Linked DNA regions of Mus musculus: all the other regions are linked to region 1. A link is a contact called in public HiChIP or PLAC-seq and promoter capture Hi-C data. All regions are on one chromosome and are shown on one strand. Each heading gives the region's core, a stretch centred on a gene start, on an enhancer-like site or on the middle of the called end of the contact. The rest is flanking DNA. Distances are from core to core; before and after follow the strand shown. Region 1 holds the start of Zfp185 (zinc finger protein 185). Region 2 holds the start of Hcfc1 (host cell factor C1). Region 3 holds the start of Ssr4 (signal sequence receptor, delta). Region 4 holds the start of Plxnb3 (plexin B3). Region 5 has its middle 12 kb from the start of Gm52443. Region 6 holds the start of Pdzd4 (PDZ domain containing 4). Region 7 holds the start of Abcd1 (ATP-binding cassette, sub-family D (ALD), member 1).

Region 1 (2,700 bases), core at 25-2,524:
CCACCCAAACTGGCACTGTTTGTGCAGAAGAGCCAGTTGAGGCCATGGGAAAATAAGAACTTCATAAGCTTCCTACTGCAGCTCTCCAGTTCAGAGCCCCTCACCATTATTCAGGTTTATCAGCCTGTGGAAACCTGCTTCCTGCCCATGACTAGAAATCCAAAGAACCATGAGAGCAAGACAAGACCAAGAGCAGGTGTCACCACCTACCTTAATGTCAAGAGTCAGTACCAATGGCTTGTGGAGAACACAACTCCCAACATACTTTATAGACTCCACAGCCTTGGAGGGGAAGGTGGGCCTGATAGGCTTCTCCTTTTACTCAGTGGAGCTGCCAGGTGCCACAGTACAGAAGGAAGTGGCATGGCCGACAGGAGGATCTGCGTTTCCAACCTTTCTCAGAGGCCAAGCTATCACTAAGCAGTTGCAAAGAGGATGAGGCTATTGGCTCTCCCCTGCTCCCACACAAACAATCCAGTTACAGAGACTGTGCACAGCAGATCCCGCTGATAACACCACAGTGACACTTGATTCGGCGCCTTCTGTCTGAGTATGAGCAGCTCCCTTCCCAGCCCTGAGGTCGCCCAGTGACCAGTACATGTCTATCACAAACCACCATTAAGTCCCTTTGCTCTGGGCTCCAGGCCAGTGAGGGGATTATTGAGTAAGCTTGCCTCTGTACCTCAGTTTCCTCATCTATAAAATGGGCACATTTTACTAAGGATGTGGAATTCTGTGATGCTTGCAACACACCAATTCTAGGCTCACCCTGCCCCATCCCCGCTGGCAGTCTACTAACAATCGGTCTCATCCACAAATGAGTAGGTCAGAGGGACTAGACCAGCCAGAGAGCCACCTGCTTTTGTTGGACACTCTGAGGAACGTTGCCTGTCTCTTCACTCGCGGTGAAAAGCAGAAACCGAGGGCACTGCCTCCCTGACGGGATTCCGAAGAGGGATGCTTGGAGCGAGTATGAATTATTGGTAGGGAAACTGAGGCCCTGGCTTGTGTCCAGGAGGACACGAACTGGGTGCTCCTTGTAGCCTCCCGGTGGTCGAGCCACTTCTTTAGGACGGCGACTCAACAACCCTACCTGGTACAGGTGCCCGGCTTGTGTGACGGGCAGAGGGTCGGACAGGCGTGGTGCGCGGGCTCCCTCGGGTGGGCAGCACTGAACCCAGCCGGGCCGCGTCAGCGGGCGCGGGAAGCGGTACGCAGTGGGAAGCGCGCGGGGCAACGAAGAGGCACGGACTGGGCTCCGCCCGCCCGAGAACAAACAGGTTTTCTCCGGCTGCTGGGAGCCTCGCCCCTCGCCCCTCCCCTCGGCCGGCCCCCTTCCTCTGCCCTCTCCTGGGGTAGGTAGATGCGCCTGGCACATTCCGCACATTCTCCAGCCGGTGTCCTCGGTCCTCCCACCCCTTCCCTGCTCCGCCCAATGGAGCTGCTGGAGAAATCAAGGCTGGGGCTCCCCTCACCCAGCTCAGAGCGAGCTCCAAAAAGTTTTGCCGCTATGGAAAACTTCCAGGCTAATTCCTCTGGGCTCCCAGCCCTGGGGCCAGGAGGACTCCACCACATGAAGGGCCCTCGCTGACTAGTGGCGTCCCTGCCTGCGCCCGGCGAGATCTGGCCAGGCTCTGGGCCAACGACTTCCACAGATGCTGGCGGGTCAGTTCTGTCGAGAACTACTGTGCCTAGATCCATTTTACAGATGGAGATCCCAGACAGGGGCGGGGAAAGGACCAGGCTTGGGGGCAGGGGGGTGCGGACTGATGGCTGAGATCATGCAGGAAGTCAGGCATAGGAGAAAAAAGTGAGCAAGAAACTTCTGTCTGGCGCCTGGGAAAACTTGTACCCTGGAAGGTCATTTTTGGAGCCGGCAGGTAGGCAAAACAGGACTACCTCTCAGGGCATGTCGGAAGACACACACATTCGGTTTAATAAATGACATTCATTCACAGTTTTTGGATATGTAATGTGTGAAAGGCACGAAGTGTGAGAATGTAGTAGGGGTGTCGAACATCCAACAAAGGCTCCTAACCCTCACTGTGAGGTCAGAGAAGTCCTTTCAATAGAGGAGAGAGTTAAGCCAGTGTGCACAAAAAATGATCAAAATGATAGACTACAAAAGAAAGAAAAAGAAAAGATAAAAGGAAGGAAGGAAGGAAGAAAGAAAGAAAGAAAGAAGGAAAGAAAGAAAGAAAAAAAGGAAGGAAGGAAGGAAGGAAGAAGAAAGGAAAGGAAAGAAAAGAAAAAAAAGGAAAAAAGAAAGATTAAAGTCCTGTTGCCAATTTTACAGCAGTGGCCCTCAAATCTACTCACTGTCGTGTTTTCCTGTGACTTATCGCCCTTCCCATTTCAGCCATCACACAGTATGCATGCAGCTTCACTGGGTATATGACCAGATGCTAGCTGCTTAGAGCGCTTTCCTACAGCTTCTGGTTGTTGTTGGAATGAAAGCAGATGCTTTTAGAAGGCCTAATGTTTGACTGTGTTCAACCTCTGTCTGTAAGACCAGCCACCCCAGCACTCCACTGTAATCTCCCCGGCTTCCCCATGTCTTCTGACTACTTCTGTGCCCTCATACCTCAGACCTTTGTTCCTGCACTCATACTCTCTGCAGTACCCTTCCTATATCCCTTGCCACTGAACTCACCCAATCTTTAGATGTCATCCTCTCCTGCCTGCCACCTAGTCAAGTTG
Region 2 (2,700 bases), core at 129-2,628, 980 kb before region 1:
GCGCGTGGCCGAGTCCTTCGGGAGGCGCGGGCGGATGTGGAGACGCCTCGGGGTGTTGCTGGCGCTCCTGGGAGCGGGCAGCAGCTCCGCCCCTGTGAGCTCATGGCGTCACCTTCCGCTCTGGCCCCGCCTGCAGCTACCCGCTGTAGCTGGGTTCTAAGTGTCGCAGAGTGTTCGGAGCGGGAAAAGAGATGCTTCTCAGCAAAGGGTGCAATCGCAGTATTCTTTGCCACCCTTAACTACCATGTGTCATGCCGCCACTGCTAGTTAAAGGCCATTTCTCTGGTTTGTGTCCCATCAGCGACCTGGGAGACAGTTCCCAGGGGGCGTGGCCAAGCGACTGAACGGAGTTAGATTTTCATCCGGGCATCCCTAGATGCCGCGGCCATCTTTGTTTTGTGCTGAAACTCGCTATTGACGCCCGCAGACGACCGGGCGTGGGGAAGTGGCAAGATGGCGACTCCCAGAGTGGAGGCGTGGAAGAGCCCTGGTGGGGGGGAGTGCAGGGCGGGGCACTACTGCACCTGACCTGAACTCTACTGTCTCTAGCTTACTGCACAGAGCACCAACTCGCCCGCAAATAGACAACGCACTGGTTTTTAAAGAAGCTTTTAATTCTTTATGAGCTTTGGGTCCTTTAAGAGGCTTGAGACCAGAGTCAAAGACGTGCGAAGGCGGGGAGGAGGGGGAAAGGTGACGTCTTCTGACCCCGCCCCCTCGCCCGATAGCCGCCATGTTTAGTTGTTACTTCTTCACACAAGATGGCGGCTCCCAGGGAGGAGGCATGATCGCCCTGCCGTTACCGCTTCTTCTGCCGTACAATTGTCACTTCGGGTCTTAACTCCTGCTCTTTCGAGCGGCTCCTGTGGGAAGGAGTCTTAAGGAGGGAAGCGAGGATTGGACGCTGCCTTGCGTTTGGTTTGCTGTGGAAGAACTGTCCAGGAAGAAGAGGATAGGTGGGGTGGGGGGGGGAAGAGAAGCTAGTCTCAAGATGGCGGCTCCCAGGGCGGCCGCCACAGCCTGAATAGCAGAGGCGGACTCAAGGGAGAGGTGCAAAACCTCTCGAGCCATACGGGTCGGGGCTTCGAGCAGCAACTGAGAGTTGGAGCCCGTTCCGCCAGCCTCTGACACGCCTTTATTACTTAGGAACGTTGGGGTTCTGCGATCGGTGGTTGTACTAAGTGCTGGGTGGGGAAGCAGGACGGTTTCAAGATGGCGGCTTCCACAATTGTGGTCTGACTGTCGGCGAAGTTGAGACAACCGCGGCATTTGTGGCTCTTTTCCACCCGCCCCGGAAGCCAGCCAGTGCTGGGGACGGGGGGTGTGGGAACCGGGCCGGGGCTCCGCCATTTCCGGCGGGGGAGGGCTACGACTGAGGAAGGGAGGAGAGAGAGGCGGCTCAAGATGGCGGCTCCCAGAGCCTCCTGCTCGAGGTTCTAAGCGGGAACACCCAGGCAAATAGTTAGAGCGACGGCGCTCAGTGGCCTCCAGCTTCTCGGGAATAGGTGCTCTGCAGTTCTGAGAAGCTTTTAAGGATACGAGCTGAGTGAGAAGGGGGGGAAGAGCCAAAGGAAGGAGGATAGTTAAGATGGCGGCCTCCATGGAGTCGTCCACCGCTGTGTAAGGAGCCGCTTCTTCGTGAGAGCTGCCTTAGACGAAAGGGGGTGTGTGAAGAATTAAGGGTATCCTCCCATTCAGTGACCTCTTCCCACTGCATCCTTAACCGGAACTATGGCTTCGGCTGTGTCTCCCGCAAACTTGCCAGCGGTGCTTCTGCAGCCCCGCTGGAAACGGGTGGTGGGCTGGTCGGGTCCCGTGCCCCGACCCCGCCACGGCCACCGTGCAGTGGCTATCAAGGAGCTTATAGTGGTGTTTGGCGGCGGCAACGAGGGGATAGTGGACGAACTACACGTGTACAACACTGGTAAGTGCTACCGCCCTGGGTTTCTCAAAGTCTTCCCTCCATCTCTCTCCTAACCCTTCTTTTCCCTATCTTCTCTTTTCCTATCTCACTCCCCTGATGTGTTTTCCTTCTCTCTTTGCACTTATTGCCATCTTTGCTTTCTCCCTGATTTTTCAACCCCCGTTCTTACACCCCCGTACTCTTCTGTGTTTAAAGGTTGCATTTCGGTACTTAGAGAAACCCTCTACTCCGACTGGTGAGGGGGAGGGGATGTCGCGGGCGACAGTGACTTCAGACGTACACCGTTACCCAGTGGGCTGGGGCTGGCGCGGCAGCGGATGTGTTCTCTTGGCGCAGGCGGAATCCTCCCCCCTCCTGCGATAGTCCTCATCTCCAGCGCCCATGCTCGTTCGGGAGAAAAGATAATATTTAGATCACAGATCCGTTCTCTACACCCAGAAAAAAAGAGGGAAGCATTCTTTAAGGTGCAGGCTTTTAACAGACTAATGAGACCCTCGTGGCAAATACGAATGGCATGATGACTATACTGCCCCCCCCTACACACACATGGGGGTATTGTACCAGTTGTGAATTTTTGTAGTTTTTTTTTCCTTCAAATTATTTCTTTTCCTAATCTGGTGCCTTAACAATTGAGTTCCCCCACCCCGCCCCCCATAGCAGACTGGAGGGCTCAGTGTGTCTTTTGTGTGTGTGTGTGTGTGTGTGTGTGTGTGTGTGTGTGTGAGAGAGAGAGAGAGAGAGAGAGAGAGAGAGAGAGAGAGAGAGATTGAAGGGGT
Region 3 (2,700 bases), core at 48-2,547, 800 kb before region 1:
GAGAGAAGTAAATTCTGGGCCCAAACACCAAACCTGCCCCTGTAAACTAAACACCCCTGAGGAAAAGTTTTCATCCAACTCTTCTCCAAATGTGATGTCTTGAAAGAATGACCGATTAAGCTAGAGAAGACCTTGTACCGGCATAAATGGCAGGAGGAAAATGCCTGGGAATGGCTCTCAAGGCCATATTCCACCAACCCTTCTGTGACCTGCTCAGCTGGGCCTTTCCCTGTAGACACTATGGAACCCCTAATAGATGTTACAGCCAGGTTTGTCTTTTTAAGACACTGCTAGCAACAGACTGAAGGATTCTCTGAGGGGTGGGTAGAAGGGATGGCCAGAGGCTACCTGTATGTACAGAAACCAAATCGTCCTTAGTTCAGGCTCTCAGGTCTGAGGTGCTAACATCTTTCAAAACACATGCCGGCACTCCAGATTGAGCTCAGCCCCACTACCACGTTACAGATGTCTCACAAATATCAACGGGTCTGTGCACGGTTCAATTTTGCTATGAACTTTGGGGTGGGATATACCAAGGCGTCACAAAAAGTCGAGGCTCTGGGCACTAAAAGCCCTTGCTCACTTCATCGGTTCCCTATCTAACTCGCCTAGTGCCCTTACTCTGATCTGCCTCCCTCTCTTAGGTTTCTCTTGGGGAAGCCTGGCCTATGCAGCATTGGTTCGTAGCTGCCAGCACTGCTCTTGTGCGACTACCTTTTGACACAGGAACCAGGGACATACATATCACCTTCCCTGCTGGAGCTGGTGGTCGGAGCATGGTACTGCTTTGGGGGTTCTCCCAAAAGCAGACAAGGAAGCAACCTGGCTGTCGGGTAAACGTGTGTGTGGTGCTTTGGTCGCCACGACACAACACCCATCGGGGGAAGATCCCGTCAGTAGCGACGAGCCCCGGGAAGGGCCAGATCCCCACCTCGCGCACACCCTTCCTCCCCCCAGCACCACCTGCCAACAGCAGGGGCGCGCCCCGAAACAAGCTCCGGCCAGGCCGCTACCTGAGCAGCAAGATAGGCCAGACAGCAGGAGTAGTGCCAGGGCGCCGAAAGATGCCATCGCCGCCATCGCCTCTTCTCTTCCGAGGGGAAAAGAGAGCAAGCCACCCTGGACATGCGGAGCAGACGAGGAAGCGCGACGCGTAAGCGGCCTCAGCACCCAATCGTGCGTCGGCGGGCTGGGTCGGGCATGGTGACGTCGCTGGCGGCACTGACGTGTCCGCTTCCCTAGCCAGGGTCCCAACCGGTCGCACTTCCCTCCTTCTCAGCCTTCCCCTCCCCAAGATGGCGGAACAGTGCTCTAGGCACCGGAAGGGGGCGTAAGAACCGGTGTGACTGTGCGCGTGCGTAATGCTAGCGTTTTCTCAACCCATACCCCGGATTTCTCGCTGTCCCCAACTGTCGCGAGAACGGTGCTTAATGTTTTGACCTGTAGAGGTCCTCACTTTTCGTCATGGCGCTGAAGGTGGCGATAGCTGCTGGCGGTGCTGCAAAGGCAATGCTCAAGCCAACTCTCCTCTGCCGTCCTTGGGAGGTGAGTGGTGAATGGGCGGTGGGACATTTGCAGGCTTACAGAGGGACTTAACACCCAATTGAGACCCGGAGTCGGGTAACGGCTCTTTGAGCAAACACGGAATTCGATTGGCTGTGCGAGCCATAGGAGGGGCGGGGAGAGGGCTGCACTCTGGGGTTCACTGGTTGCTTCTGCTGTCCGTGAGGCGGTTGGCCGAAATTGACTCTGATCTGGCTCCTCTGTGCCTTCCTCCGGAAGGGTTGGGAAGGTAGACCGCAGTAGCTAGGTGTCCCCTCCGTAGTGTCCTTGTGGAAGCCCTTTTGAAGAGGCCACGTGTCCTGGCCCACCTTGCATGTACCATCTAAGCCTGTTTCTGGACTCAGTTCCTCCTTGGTTTTCCCTCTCTTAGACTGCTTTGCCCTAGTGGAGGTGGAAAATCAGACTTTATCAGTATCTCTCTCGCTGTGTGTCTCTCGCTGTGTCCCCGCGTTCCCTCTCCCGGTTTCTCTCTGTCTCGTCGAACACGCGGTTTCTCTCTGTAGCCTGGAACTCACACTGTAGACCAGGCTGGCCTTGAATTCAGAAATCCTCCTGCCTCTGTCTCCCAAGTGCTGGGATTAATTAAAGGCATGCACCGCCGCCATCTGGCTATCCATAATCCTTGATCCCTCCAGATCTTCCGCCTACCAAGCACCTAGATACTTGATTCTAACCAAAAGGCCAACAAACAAGCCCAAACCCCTGTAATGAGAGTGAACCAGGGTTCTAAGACTGGAAGCTTCTAGGGCTTTGCTTTCCTGGTTCTTTCTTTGGAGTCTTGGTTAGCTGGTTTAGCTCCTGGGTAGCACTGCTTAGCACCAGAAAACCAACAACTAGCTCTGGGGAATAAGAGCTATGACCTCTAGGCCTTGCTCTTCCACTGACCTAGAATATGGCATTAGGCCAGCTCTCTTTTCTCTCTGGGTTCCAGTGAGGAGAGAGGACTTTATGTTCTCAAAGCATTTGCTGACTCTGACCTTCCAGAATGCCATGGGGTTTTTTGTTGTTGTTGTTGTTGGGGTCTTGGGGGCTTTTTTGTTTTGTCTTGTTTTGTTTGGGGAAGGGAGCTACATATGCTACATGAAATTCTATTTAAAATAGGGACTTCTGGTTCAGCCAGATGGCTGAGTGGGTAAA
Region 4 (2,700 bases), core at 42-2,541, 770 kb before region 1:
AGGGGAGGAAGAGAGAGGAAGAGAGGAAGGGTGGGGGTACTTAGAGGGAGGCAGCCAGGAAGAGGACAGAAAAGACAAAGAAAGTGTCCTATAGATAGAGAAAGAGACAGGATGGAGATGAGGACACACACAAGGAAATAATTTTTTCATCTTCTGCTTTATTTGCATGTAGACTAGAAAGAGGACAGATCCTGAGAAGCTATAAAGGCATGACAGAGGAATTCTGAGTGACAAGGGCAGGAAAAGGGAGGGAAATGGAAAAAGGAAGTCGTGTCTGCGGGCAACTAGATACTGTCACCTAGACAAAAAGACATGATGATAAGAGAAGCCAGATCATCACATGTAAAGACAGGATACCCATGGCAAAAGGGACAGGGACAGAAAACCCACTCTATACAGTCAGAACCAGCTTCATATAGGAACCTTCACTAACTGGACAAGACAACCAAGAAGAGCTTTGGCTTCCGGCCAAGATGCAGCTAGACATAGGCACACTACTCCCAAAACAGTAATGAATAGGTGGCCAGGGCCAGGGCTTTAGACCACTACTGGGTGGCCAGTATAGAGGTGGTAGGAGAGCTTTGAGCCAGCCTAGATGGTTCTAGGGGAACTGTGAGGCACTAGGAGGCAACTCAGAGTACAAGAGTGATGGACCCCAGCATCTAGAGTCTGTGGAAACCTAGTTTTAGAAGGGTCCTCAATGTAGGAGCACTGATGAGAAGAGCCATGAAAGATCAGAGAGAAGGGAAGTAGGATAGAGGTAGCTCCAGGTGAGTGGAGAGGACCTTGAGTCTGAGGCACTGAGGACAGGTGCCAGTCCCCAGCTCTCCTCCAAGAGCAGTCAGCAGCAGCCACTGACCAACTGCCTAACTAGGTGACATCCAGACAGATTTAACCCTGCGTAGAGCTCTAGAAAGAGGGCAGGAGCTGGTGACAGTTCCTGAACTGAGTTGGGATCATCACAGTTAGTCATGTGCCCACCAGAAGCCACCCACTGCTACTCAAAAAGACCCCAAGTCCCCTTATCTCAAGAGCACAGACAGGAAATATACTTTTCTCTAGTGCCCATGTATCGCTGTGACAGAGGTGGGTGTGTGTAATGGAGGAGATGGGAGTTGTTACCCAAAAACGCAGAGGAGATGGAAGCTCCCTGCAAGACTGCTCTGTGCCCTAGTCCAGCCAAATTTATCCCTCTCTACATCTCTTTGGGACACCTTGGGGGACATAGGGCCCAGACACTTACCACCACTACGGAGTGCAGAAATGGGGTCTCCTCACATCAGCTGCCTCAGGGCAGTGGCGACGGGCACAAGATGGCTGTGGGGGGCATTGTCCTGAGTGGGAGGGAGACAGTTGAGGCTCAGCCCCATTCATGGTGGCCCTGGGGGAGGAAGGAGGCAGGGGAGGGGGCAAGGGCCTGGAGATCGGGCTCCACCACAGCTGGCAGCTTTGTCAATAGTGGCCTGGCCAAGGCAGCCCTGCCTCCACCCCAACAATGTCCCCTCTGTCCAGAGGCCCAGGCCAGGGACCTGCTATCTGGTGTTCTTACCCCCACTCTGGCTGTTCTAGCCAGGGAGCTCCCTGCCACTCCCCATCTCCAGGGAGAAACCCCCTGGGATGTAGAGACAAAAGGACAGGGTTTCCTTGAGCCAATTTTCCCCATGTGGTTCACAACTCCTGTGCCAGTGCAGAGTGCTCCCTCCCTGAGTTTCTCTGGGTCTCCGTAAAGAGCACTGGGTAGCCCTTAAGCCCCCACCACAGGGCCAAAGGCACTGAGCCCCTGAAATGACAGCCTCAGCCTCAGTGTCAGTAGCCTTGGTCCTGGCTGAAGTGCTAGTGCCAGCTGTCAATGCCTGTCTTTGTCCAGGCTAAGGCAGAGGAGGCACTGACAAAGACAGCTCATGGCAAAGACCTTCTCCCCCGCCTACTGGCTTGAGAGAAGATTGTCCCCACCCAGTCCTACCCCCAAGGACTGGCAAAGCTGTGCCAGGTACAGAATGGTAGTGGGGAAAATCAGAAGAGGATAATGCATGGGAGGGGCTGAGGCAGGGAGACCACAGGGGACTTTGCCAGGATTGAGCCCTGGGCTTCAGACATAGGACCAGAAGGTCCTTCCGGATGGGTCTGGATCCTTCCACCATAGGAGGGAAGGGAGTGCCAGTAGCAGCTGGCTCCCTTGCTGCTCTCATAGGGCACCTTGGGGGCCAACTAGCCTAAGGGCCCATTGTACAGGGACACTTTTACTTGCTTTAGAGTCTTTGCTACTTGTTTTTTTGTTGTTGTTGTTGTTTTTTGTTTTTGTTTTTGTTTTTCCCAGAGCTGAGGACCGAACCCAGGGCCTTGCGCTTGCTAGGCAAGCGCTCTACCACTGAGCTAAATCCCCAACCTCTTTGCTACTTCTTTAGTTCACAGTAGCAACAAGCTTCAGGGTGAAGTGGCAGGTGGCCCTTACCATCTGGCTGAGCCAGTTGGTTGATGGTGGGGTGGGGAACCAAGCAGACAGCCTCCTTACATTGCACCGAATTCCAGGATGATGCCAGCTTTCTCATTTTGGGTCAGAAGTTTGGTTCTTGCTCTCCTAGCTCCACTGCCAACACCCTTGGGGGACATCATGCCTGCAGGTATCATATAGGTATCACTGTGTTGCCTGACCACCATTGCTTGGCTCTAGCTTAGTCAGCCCTACAGACTCTTGCTTCT
Region 5 (2,700 bases), core at 56-2,555, 610 kb before region 1:
TATCTAGCTCAGAACTAAATGACTCATGATAAAATCCAAATTTTCTTCATATAATGTATTTACTCACAAGAAAAAACACTTTTAGATAAAGGTCCTTTTTTGTGTGGAAGGCAAAAGAAAAACTCTTAAACATTCCAGCATAGAAGACAGAAAAGGACAAAGGTTGGATGTGGCAGGAGTGGCCTCTGGGCCACTAGTTGACCCTTAGACGGAACAGGGACTGAGCCGAAGTTGCTTGGAAACTGCTGAGCTGTATTAGATTCCATAGAACAGAAGCCCAGATAAGAGCTCACTGTCCCCACAATACTGATTTGTTGAGGTGACCTTGTGATCTGTTAAATTACAAAAAATTGGGAGAAAATAAGGGGTTATTGCAGAAGCAGCCACAGTCTGCTGCACCTGGAACTATCAGAGCCCTTTCCAGGCGCCTAGTCTGGCTCTGTTCACGGCACTCCTTGTGCCTGGAGGGCACAGGCCCTGTTCTCTAAGACCTTTGTCCAGCTTCTAGCCTTGCCATTACCTCTCCTAAGCCTCTAAACTGAAGGCTGGACCTCTAGTTCTGTCCTCCATTGTCTCTCAAAGTAACATTTTGTTAATGGTTTAACCCCCCCAAACTCAATGAAGAGTTAGTTCAAAGAGTGCCACTAGAAGAGAACTGTCTCCACCCCCCCTCCCCCAGCCAGGGATTGCTCAGAGAGTAAGCTTTGGAAGAGCTGGGTGTGGGGATGAGGGTACTTGCTGGACTGGACTTGCTGGATGGAGCCTTTGTCAGCCGGCTAGAATTTCTGAAGGCAGAAGGGCTATCTGGGGAAAGTTAATGATGGGTGCTGGGAAAGAAAAGCAGACATCCTTACCCCAGCTCTTTTCTGCTTTTGTATGGGTCTAGAGCCTGAGAGGGGCCGGGGAGGGGTACGAATCCTTGTTTGGAGAGGGCACTGGGCTACAGGCACTGGTGAGACCTAAAGAAGGGTTCCAAAGGAGGGGGCAGACAAAGATACCACTCCTCACCTCAACCCTCAACTTTGGCTTAAAAAGAGCCTTGCCTTCCCCAGCTAAGGAGGGGGTGGGGAGGAGCAGAGATGGGAGGTCAGGCCACCTCCCTCTCCATTCCAGTCCTTTCCAGCTCCGAGGATGTGGGGAGGGGGAAGGCTTACAGGGGATTTGAGTCTGGGCTGAATTTTAACACTGAAAAAGACCAGAAAAGTTAATGGGCGGGAGTGGGGGGAGGTGCAGAATACACAGTGAGCGGCATAAACAAACTCCGGTGAACTGCACCAACAGGAAAGGTCTGGAATGGCCGGCAGAACGTCCGGAAGTGCTGGAGGGCTGCGGGCCCAGGTGTAACTCCCCCCTTCACTCCTGAGCTCTGGTGGCCAGCCTGGAGCCTAGCTTCCACCGTGGGGGGTCTCTCTTCACTCTCCTCAGTTCCAGGCAGGACAGATCCCAGAGCGGCCCACCCCCCTCCTTGAAAGGATAGCTGGCCCTCTTCTTTCAAAATAGCTGTATTGACTTGTGGCCTTCTGACTCTAGGAGACATTTCCAATGAGCAAGGGGAGGCTAGGAGGTGGGGTGGGAACAGATAAGAGTGGACAGAAAGCACTGGGTTGAGAAGTCCTTTAGATGGCAACACCTTGCTTTGCTTTCCTAGGAGGGTGTCAGGGGGAGGGCCTGCTGCTCTGGGTCCAACAGGGAAGCTGCAGCAGGCTAAGCTCAGACCTATTTGCAAATTTCTAGCTCTTCTGAATATATCGTATTCAGCTAGCTTGGGACTTTTCTGGAAGACAGCCTTCTGCTAGGCTTCTCTGGCCAGAAGAGAAGATGGGTCCCAGAGTTCTGAAAAACATGTTCAATGGTCAAACCAACAGCATGTTCTGTTTCTGCATTTGTTGGCTTTAGCCTGCCTCTCTTCCTTTGATCTATGAGCTCAAGAGTATGTGTGGGCTCCCATTTCCTCTCTGAATCTTGGTTGGATCTAAGACCATTTGCTACCCCCGGTCTCTTTTTGGTAGCTCTCAGCTGCACCCAGGGCCATCACTTCCACACAACAGGCTGCCTGATGGCTGAGAGGAAACCATGGCAACAGGAGGCAGAGAGGATATTCCCATTACCCCTTAGAAAGGGCAGCCAATTTCTGGGACCTGAGCCCATTTATTCACTACTTGTGTACTTTGCGATGCATTTCAATTTTGGAGAGATGGCACTGAGAGTATTGGGCCTGAGTAGGGAGACAAGTGGCATGCTTTCCTTTTTCTCCAAAGAGCACTGAAGTACTGCCTCCAACCTCCAAGGCCATTTCTGAGTTCATACATATCTCCAGAGGACAATCTGATCCCCTTTTCAGACAGTCAAGGGGAAATGTATTAGGGGTCACTGGGGACATTCCTCACTACCTGAACTCTTCTGAACAGGTTTCTCTTCTATTTCCAGCACGAGGACCCTTTTAGCGCTTTCAGGCCAGGTGCTGCTTGTGATTTCCTGAGGCGTTGGGGGTAGAGGAAGAGAGCATTCCTATGAGTCAACACTCTAACCGCCTGTGCCTAGGGTGCCCCACCACACGTGTGCACACGCAGCTGGGTGACTTTGGGTCTAGACAACTCTGCCCCCTAGTGACAGGATGAAACTAACATACAGGCCAGAGATAGGGGAACAAACTACCCCAGCAGCTAGAGCTCACTGGAATTCCCTAGGGGGTCTTTGAAA
Region 6 (2,700 bases), core at 1-2,500, 840 kb before region 1:
GGCTGGGGGAAAATGTTTTTGATGACTGGTCAGGACCTTGGTGAAATACATACAATTAGAAGGTAAAAAGATTTGGAGAGGATATTTCTAAGAGACTGCTCTTGAAGTAAGGTGATCTAGATCTTATGCTGTAGGCATGAGGAAGCTCAAATTACAGGGCAGAGGGGGCTGTTGTGGCAGTAACCATGGTGGAAGGACTAGGGTCCATCTCCTCTCCCCGGGGCTGATCTAAACACAGTGCCTCCCATCCACAGACATTTGTACTGAGCTCTCAAAAAGGGTATTCCTCAGGAAGATCTACTGGTCATCTCCTGAAAGGCTCAAGTTTTGCTTTCTGGGAAAGACAGTTTATAAGCACTCATACTTCCTTTCTGGATTTCAGGTTATTCCTATTTCTGTCTTTTGAACCAAAGTGGGGGTGGAAAGGAAAAGTATTGAAGCAGCCTCCCCCAATACTGTTAATTAAACATTTCTATGCTGTTATAAATCCCCTCACTCGCCAGAGCCTGGAGATAAAGACCAGACAATTTTATCAAAGGATCTTCTGCAGGTAAGAGGGCTAAGCAGCTCTCTCAGGCAGCCTCTGGGAACCTAGCTTTCAATCGGTCATTGTTATCTAGCCAAAGGCCATCTTTTCCTCTGGTTTATCAAGAAGAGGGGCAGCCTGTGGGAGGGAAGAGGCTAAAGGAGAAGTGTGAGGAGGGAAGGCTGGAACTGAGAAACAGACAGCGGTTTCAGTGCAAGCAAGGGGGGTGCCCATAAAGGCCCCAAAGAATGAGGCTTCTCTGTAGTTCTCTTGCCACCTACAGCACCCCCACGTTTTTCTTCTAAACAAAGGTATCCGTTTCAGAGATAGCAAGGGAATGGCTCAGTTAAAGCAGGGAACCAGTCTTTAAAGAGAGACAGAGGAAGGAGTACAGACATTGGGGCTGATACATTTAGAACCTGGGAAAGGGGTGAAATAGCCTCTCCTTGAGACCAAGGCCCTGAACTCTCTTCAGGAGTCCAGGGAAGCTTCTTCTTCAGACAGGATCCTCTTTTCTCAGGGACACACCTAGCAGACAGGTCCACTAGACACCTCGCCCTCGGACATTGGCATTATCTGGTCTCAGGGACTCAGGCCCCGCCCTCAGCTCCCTGCGCCGACTCCTGAGGCCCCCTGCCGCTCCCGCCCGCACCCAGCCTCTGCTTCTCCCACGCGCGTGCGCCCCTTCTCCGCACACCTCCCCCGCTGTTGCTGCGGGCGCGCGCGCGCGCGTTCCGGTGTTCCAGGCAGGAGCTGGAGACAAGCGACCGGCTGTGGGCCAGGCTCTGAGAGAGCGCCGTGAGCTAGAGAAGCGGGACCCTGCGAGGCTACAGCTGGCGTGGGCCTGGCCGCCTCTCCGTCGGCGGGCCGGGCCACGTCGCCAAGCCCAGAGGCTGGACTCCCGGGGCTGATGGCCATGGGCGGGAGCTGGAGACGACAGCGGCAAAGGCAGCGGCAGCGGCCGGCCCCGCGGGCGGGGAGCCGTGTGGCCCACGGCCCCTGACAGCCCCTGACGGCCCCGGCGGGCAGGCGCGCTCCCGCGCCTCCTGGGGTGGGGGGGCCGTAGCCAGGCAACGCCCGGCGCGCCCGCCCATCCCCCGCCGCCCTTTTTTTCCCCTGGCTGGGTGCGAAGGAGCATGCCTGTGTCTGGCCTCGGCCAGCAAAGAGTTAAGTCGAGAGGCTTGGAGCTGCCTTCCTCTTGGGGGCGTGCCCCCCTCCCCCGCTAGGCGGCTCGGCCCCCCGGGGTAAGGTATGGCCCCGGGCCCAGGCCCGGGACCCGTGGTCCCACGCACTGGCCAGTGAAAGATACCTTCCTCTTCCCGCTCTCCTCTTTCCCTCGCCGGCCAGCATCATGGGATGTAATATGTGTGTGGTCCAGAAACCGGAGGAGCAGTACAAAGTGATGCTTCAGGTAGGGCGCCTGGGCTGCTGGGGAGAGGGTCGCAGCCGGACCTAGGAAAACTGTAAACCCCGAGGGGGAGGGCCAGGTAGAGTCAAGAAAGGCAGGTGTGGGAGGGCGAGAGGGCTCGAGAGAAAAAGGTAGGGAGCTGATCTCGCCCTCAGATTATGGGTTGCTGGGTGCTGGCGCCCTGTGGGAACCATCCAGGGATGGAAGGAACTGGGTGAAGAAGATATGTAGGTGTTCAAGGCACATCACCTGGCACTCCGAGTGCGTAACGACCACTAACCATGTGTCCAGATCAGCCCAGGTGGGAAGTTAAGATTCTGTCCCGGGACAGTGAGGCGCTCAGTGGCCCGCGCGGGATGGAGGTTGCATAGCAACGGTCTGGATTCCCGGCACATGGTCCCAGGGTTGGAGCCTGACCCAAAGAAGCAGTGAAGTGCCTGCGGGACAGAGGCCGAATCCCGGGCCTGGCAGGCCAGATTTAAAACGTCGTCAATGGAGCTGGGTTTGAGTACCCATTTTCCCATCCACTCTCTAGACTAAGTCACGACTGTCGATTTCAGGGCCTCAGGCATTTTGGGTGAGTGGGTGACGCGGGGATCGATCGGTGGTGCCCAGCACGTGCTCTGCCTGTTGGCATCCGCTTTGGCCTGTTGGGCCTTGAGGACAAGGAGGGTGTTGAGAGCGACGCGTGCGGGGCGGCAGGAGATACCCTGCTGCCCGCTTGCACCTTGAGCCACCTTCTCAGCCACGAGTGGGGTTTCCTTGC
Region 7 (2,700 bases), core at 75-2,574, 730 kb before region 1:
CCGTAGAAGGCAATTTCCTCTGAGTTGGCCACCACTCGAGAGTGCATGTAGCGCAGTTCCCCCTTTCGCCGTGCCTCCTCTGCCACTAGCTCCCCAAACTTGGGAGAGAAGGCTCGAAGCACGTTGGCTGTGAGGAACACCACCAGGCCAGCGATGGCTGAGGGCCAGGCTGTGCCAGCTCCTCGGGATCGGGCAGCTCGAAGGAGAGTGTAGGAGGTCACAGCCACATCCAGGAGTGGCTTGGTCAGGTTGGAATAAAGGTGGGCTACAGAGGCAGCAAAGGCTACCACATCCTCTGTCAGAGACTGATCAGGGTTTCGAAGTCGTCCATCCATGTTGCTTACTCGGTAGTAAGTCTGTTGGGAGAAGTAGAGTCCATAGGCATGAGCTACTAGACGGCTTCGGAAAGAAAGAGCCAGCTGGCCCTCTAGGTAGCGGATGGCACTGTTGATGAAAGTGGCAGGAAGGGCGATGAGGAGCCACTGCAGCAGTTGCCAGCTAAAGGCCCGCGGGTCCTTACGTACAATGCAGCGGGCCAGTCTGCCGTCCAGGCGGGCAACATACACAGACAGGAAAGTTCGGCTTACCAGGGCAGCAGAATGCAGGGCCAGCAGCCCTGTTTCCCGGCACAAGACTCGGGGGAACAGCAGCCTCAGGAGCGCCAAGAGCCGCTGCAGGAATACCCGGTTCATGCCAGCCTTGGTTGCGGTGGCTCCAGAGGCCTCTTGAGTGGGCTCCCCAGCTGGCACCTGAGGACCTCTGGCAGGAGTCAGACACTGCCGTACTAGAGGGTAGATTTTGTGGACTCCATAGGCTGTGAGGGCCAGGACCACAGCTGTGCGCTTCAGCGTGGTCACCCGTGAGGGCCGGGGAGTGGAGAGCACCGGCATGTCACCTGGACTGGTGAGCAGGCTGAGGGCTGGAACTGCTGCCTGAGGCTACAGTTGCAGACAGATCCTGGAAGGGTTGTTGCTCTGACCCAGGGCTCGTTGTCTAGGCAACTGGAAACCTTGAAGTGATCCCTGAGACTGTTGCTTTAGGCCCTCGCGGTGGTGCTGGGGCCCCTGGATCGGTTGGGTTAGAATCCTCCAGGGTCGTGGCCTCTTCAGGCAGCCCGGGTGGAGGAACTGGCTTCCCTCTACAGACTGTCCCCTTAGCCCCTGAGGTCAGAGCCTCGAGAGGTCTTAAGGAGAGAGGCTGTGTCTTTCCTTCCACCTCCCTCCTCTTACTGCTCCTCCCCCCCCACCCCCCGTGACGCCCCTCCCCGGGGCACCAGGCGTGTTTGTCCGCTGAGCAGCCCGGCAGTAACGACAGCGTCTACGCCAAGGCCCAGAATCCCCACCCACCTACCCCTCCCCAGGGGTGGTGATGGGGAAGAGGAGGCGGAGTTGAGGCAAGAGGCGGAGTCCGAGTTAGGGGTGCCCCACCCCGTTCTCGCCCTACCGTTGGACCCCTCCCCCTCTCCGACAACAGAAACGAAGCAAGTCCGCGTACACTACAGAAGCGGCCCCAGCCCTCCCGCCAAGGCGCCTCCAAGCTCCACCCCTGCGTGTCCGAAGTGTCAGAGGCGCGGCAGGGGGCCTTCAACCGTCAGCCTCTACTTCCTTTCTAGACCTTGGCAACAGGCCGCGCCTAAGGGCGGGGCGGGAAACGACAATGGGCGGAGCCGTTAGGGGCCTCTAGAGGACTTGTAGGCGGGGCCTGACGCGCGTTTCCGGTTTCCGCCCGCGGGCTAGGGGGCGGGCCTGAGCATTGGTGAGAGTTTGGTAGTTGCGGTGGGGCGTGCGAGTAGGCTGAAGCTCGGTAAGCTGGGTCCGCATGCATGGCTGACTTTCGGACCAACGAGGTTCCCCCCCAGTCCCTTCATGAGGGAGGAAGGCGAGCATCCCAGAAATACTGTGGGTTCTGGGAAGTGTAGGGATCCGGGCCGACTTCGGAGTTTAGGGCAGGATCAGGCATAGGGATGTTGTGGAGGTAGGTGGAGCGGGACTCTAGGGGACGCGAGGACAGGGGCCAGTCCTCCCCACCCCCCCCCAGAAGAGCTGCCCAGGTAGGCCCAGCTCCTCGAAAGCCACCTGGCGCTGTGGACTTGGGCGTTGTGGCTTGCTAGGGATGCAGGGAGGTCCCTTTTTTGGCTTCGGGAGAGACTTTCTGGTTCTGGAACTTTCTCTGGGTAAGGCCTGGACGTGCTCTGTGGAGACCTGTATTTGCTTTTGGCCTGGATTCCCGCCCTCTAGGAGTCGCTCTTGTGGGCCTTTTGAGAGTAAATGGAGGCCTACACCCTGTGCATTCGTGCGAGCATTCGGAAGGCCTATCTAGTTTTCAAAAGCAGCTTTAGAAGGAGGCTGGAGGCTACTAGGGTTATCAGCCCCTCATAAGCTCTGGAGGAAATGGGCCTGCTTTCTTGTGCAGAGGCTTAGGTGGTGGCGTTTGCAGAAAATACATGTATGAACACTGCAGTCCCAGTCCCACTGTAGAAGCGACTGGAAGACATGTATAGCTCCTGGCAGCAGAGGCTTCTACTCTTGGAAGGAAGCCTAATGGGTGCTGAGGTCCTTCTGTTTACGTACTGTTCTTTTGAGAAACATTTTCTTAAACAGGTCTAGCCTTACAAGGGAGCCTGATGGGTGCTGAGAAGGTTCTCCTATTCTTATGAGAAACATTTTCTTAGTTAAACAGGCTTAAGAGTCTCTTGGACGG

Evidence for each region. Promoter capture Hi-C pulls out the DNA fragments that hold promoters and counts their contacts. HiChIP or PLAC-seq counts read pairs in DNA pulled down with a chosen protein or histone mark.
Region 2: a promoter capture Hi-C map of liver shows a contact between it and region 1, with 2.9 times the contacts expected there. The contact joins the promoter of Hcfc1 here to the promoter of Zfp185 in region 1. A contact is called at or near these places in 5 of 39 promoter capture datasets (cranial neural crest, hippocampal neurons, liver and 2 more) and 1 of 115 datasets of contacts at active chromatin or transcription factors (kidney).
Region 3: a contact with region 1 is called in a promoter capture Hi-C map of hippocampal neurons, with 4 times the contacts expected there. The contact joins the promoter of Ssr4 here to the promoter of Zfp185 in region 1. A contact is called at or near these places in 1 of 39 promoter capture datasets (hippocampal neurons), 2 of 115 datasets of contacts at active chromatin or transcription factors (double positive thymocytes and large pre-B cells) and 1 of 9 other capture datasets (adipose tissue).
Region 4: a promoter capture Hi-C map of hematopoietic stem and progenitor cells shows a contact between it and region 1, with 3 times the contacts expected there. The contact joins the promoter of Plxnb3 here to the promoter of Zfp185 in region 1. A contact is called at or near these places in 4 of 39 promoter capture datasets (the 3T3-L1 cell line, hematopoietic stem and progenitor cells, hippocampal neurons and 1 more).
Region 5: a contact with region 1 is called in an H3K27ac HiChIP or PLAC-seq map of embryonic stem cells, with 3 times the contacts expected there. The contact joins the enhancer-like site here to the promoter of Zfp185 in region 1. A contact is called at or near these places in 10 of 39 promoter capture datasets (3T3-L1-derived adipocytes, the C10 cell line, the HPC-7 cell line and 6 more), 1 of 115 datasets of contacts at active chromatin or transcription factors (embryonic stem cells) and 2 of 9 other capture datasets (adipose tissue and liver).
Region 6: a contact with region 1 is called in a promoter capture Hi-C map of liver, with 4 times the contacts expected there. The contact joins the promoter of Pdzd4 here to the promoter of Zfp185 in region 1. A contact is called at or near these places in 3 of 39 promoter capture datasets (hippocampal neurons, liver and pre-B cells).
Region 7: a contact with region 1 is called in an H3K4me3 HiChIP or PLAC-seq map of embryonic forebrain, with 4 times the contacts expected there. The contact joins the promoter of Abcd1 here to the promoter of Zfp185 in region 1. A contact is called at or near these places in 6 of 39 promoter capture datasets (the SN4741 cell line, cranial neural crest, hippocampal neurons and 3 more) and 2 of 115 datasets of contacts at active chromatin or transcription factors (embryonic forebrain and trophoblast stem cells).

What each region holds. Positions count from the first base shown.
Region 1 is chrX:72,985,913-72,988,612 of GRCm38.p6, reverse strand. It overlaps Zfp185 (zinc finger protein 185), which reads right to left and starts at 1,274. Exons shown (of 19, transcript NM_009549.3): 1 at 1,094-1,274.
Region 2 is chrX:73,965,035-73,967,734 of GRCm38.p6, reverse strand. It overlaps Hcfc1 (host cell factor C1), which reads left to right and starts at 1,378. Exons shown (of 26, transcript NM_008224.4): 1 at 1,378-1,924. The coding sequence starts at 1,732.
Region 3 is chrX:73,785,620-73,788,319 of GRCm38.p6, reverse strand. It overlaps Ssr4 (signal sequence receptor, delta), which reads right to left and starts at 1,297. Exons shown (of 6, transcript NM_001166480.2): 1 at 1,014-1,297. The coding sequence starts at 1,080. Idh3g (isocitrate dehydrogenase 3 (NAD+), gamma) reads left to right here and starts at 1,423. Exons shown (of 13, transcript NM_008323.1): 1 at 1,423-1,545. The coding sequence starts at 1,465.
Region 4 is chrX:73,755,694-73,758,393 of GRCm38.p6, reverse strand. It overlaps Plxnb3 (plexin B3), which reads right to left and starts at 1,291. Exons shown (of 35, transcript NM_019587.2): 1 at 1,244-1,291.
Region 5 is chrX:73,593,261-73,595,960 of GRCm38.p6, reverse strand. No RefSeq gene overlaps it. Among named protein-coding and RNA genes, the nearest start is that of Gm52443, 12 kb to the right of the region's middle. Within about 2 kb of position 1,305, at least 39 of the 459 cell types and tissues checked have an H3K27ac peak or open chromatin away from gene starts, as enhancers often do. A contact at or near this core is called in embryonic stem cells, where this site is marked.
Region 6 is chrX:73,823,519-73,826,218 of GRCm38.p6, reverse strand. It overlaps Pdzd4 (PDZ domain containing 4), which reads left to right and starts at 1,250. Exons shown (of 8, transcript NM_001029868.2): 1 at 1,250-1,937. The coding sequence starts at 1,878.
Region 7 is chrX:73,715,221-73,717,920 of GRCm38.p6, reverse strand. Abcd1 (ATP-binding cassette, sub-family D (ALD), member 1) reads right to left here and starts at 1,324. Exons shown (of 10, transcript NM_007435.2): 1 at 1-1,324. The coding sequence starts at 890. Bcap31 (B cell receptor associated protein 31) reads left to right here and starts at 1,717. Exons shown (of 8, transcript NM_012060.5): 1 at 1,717-1,803.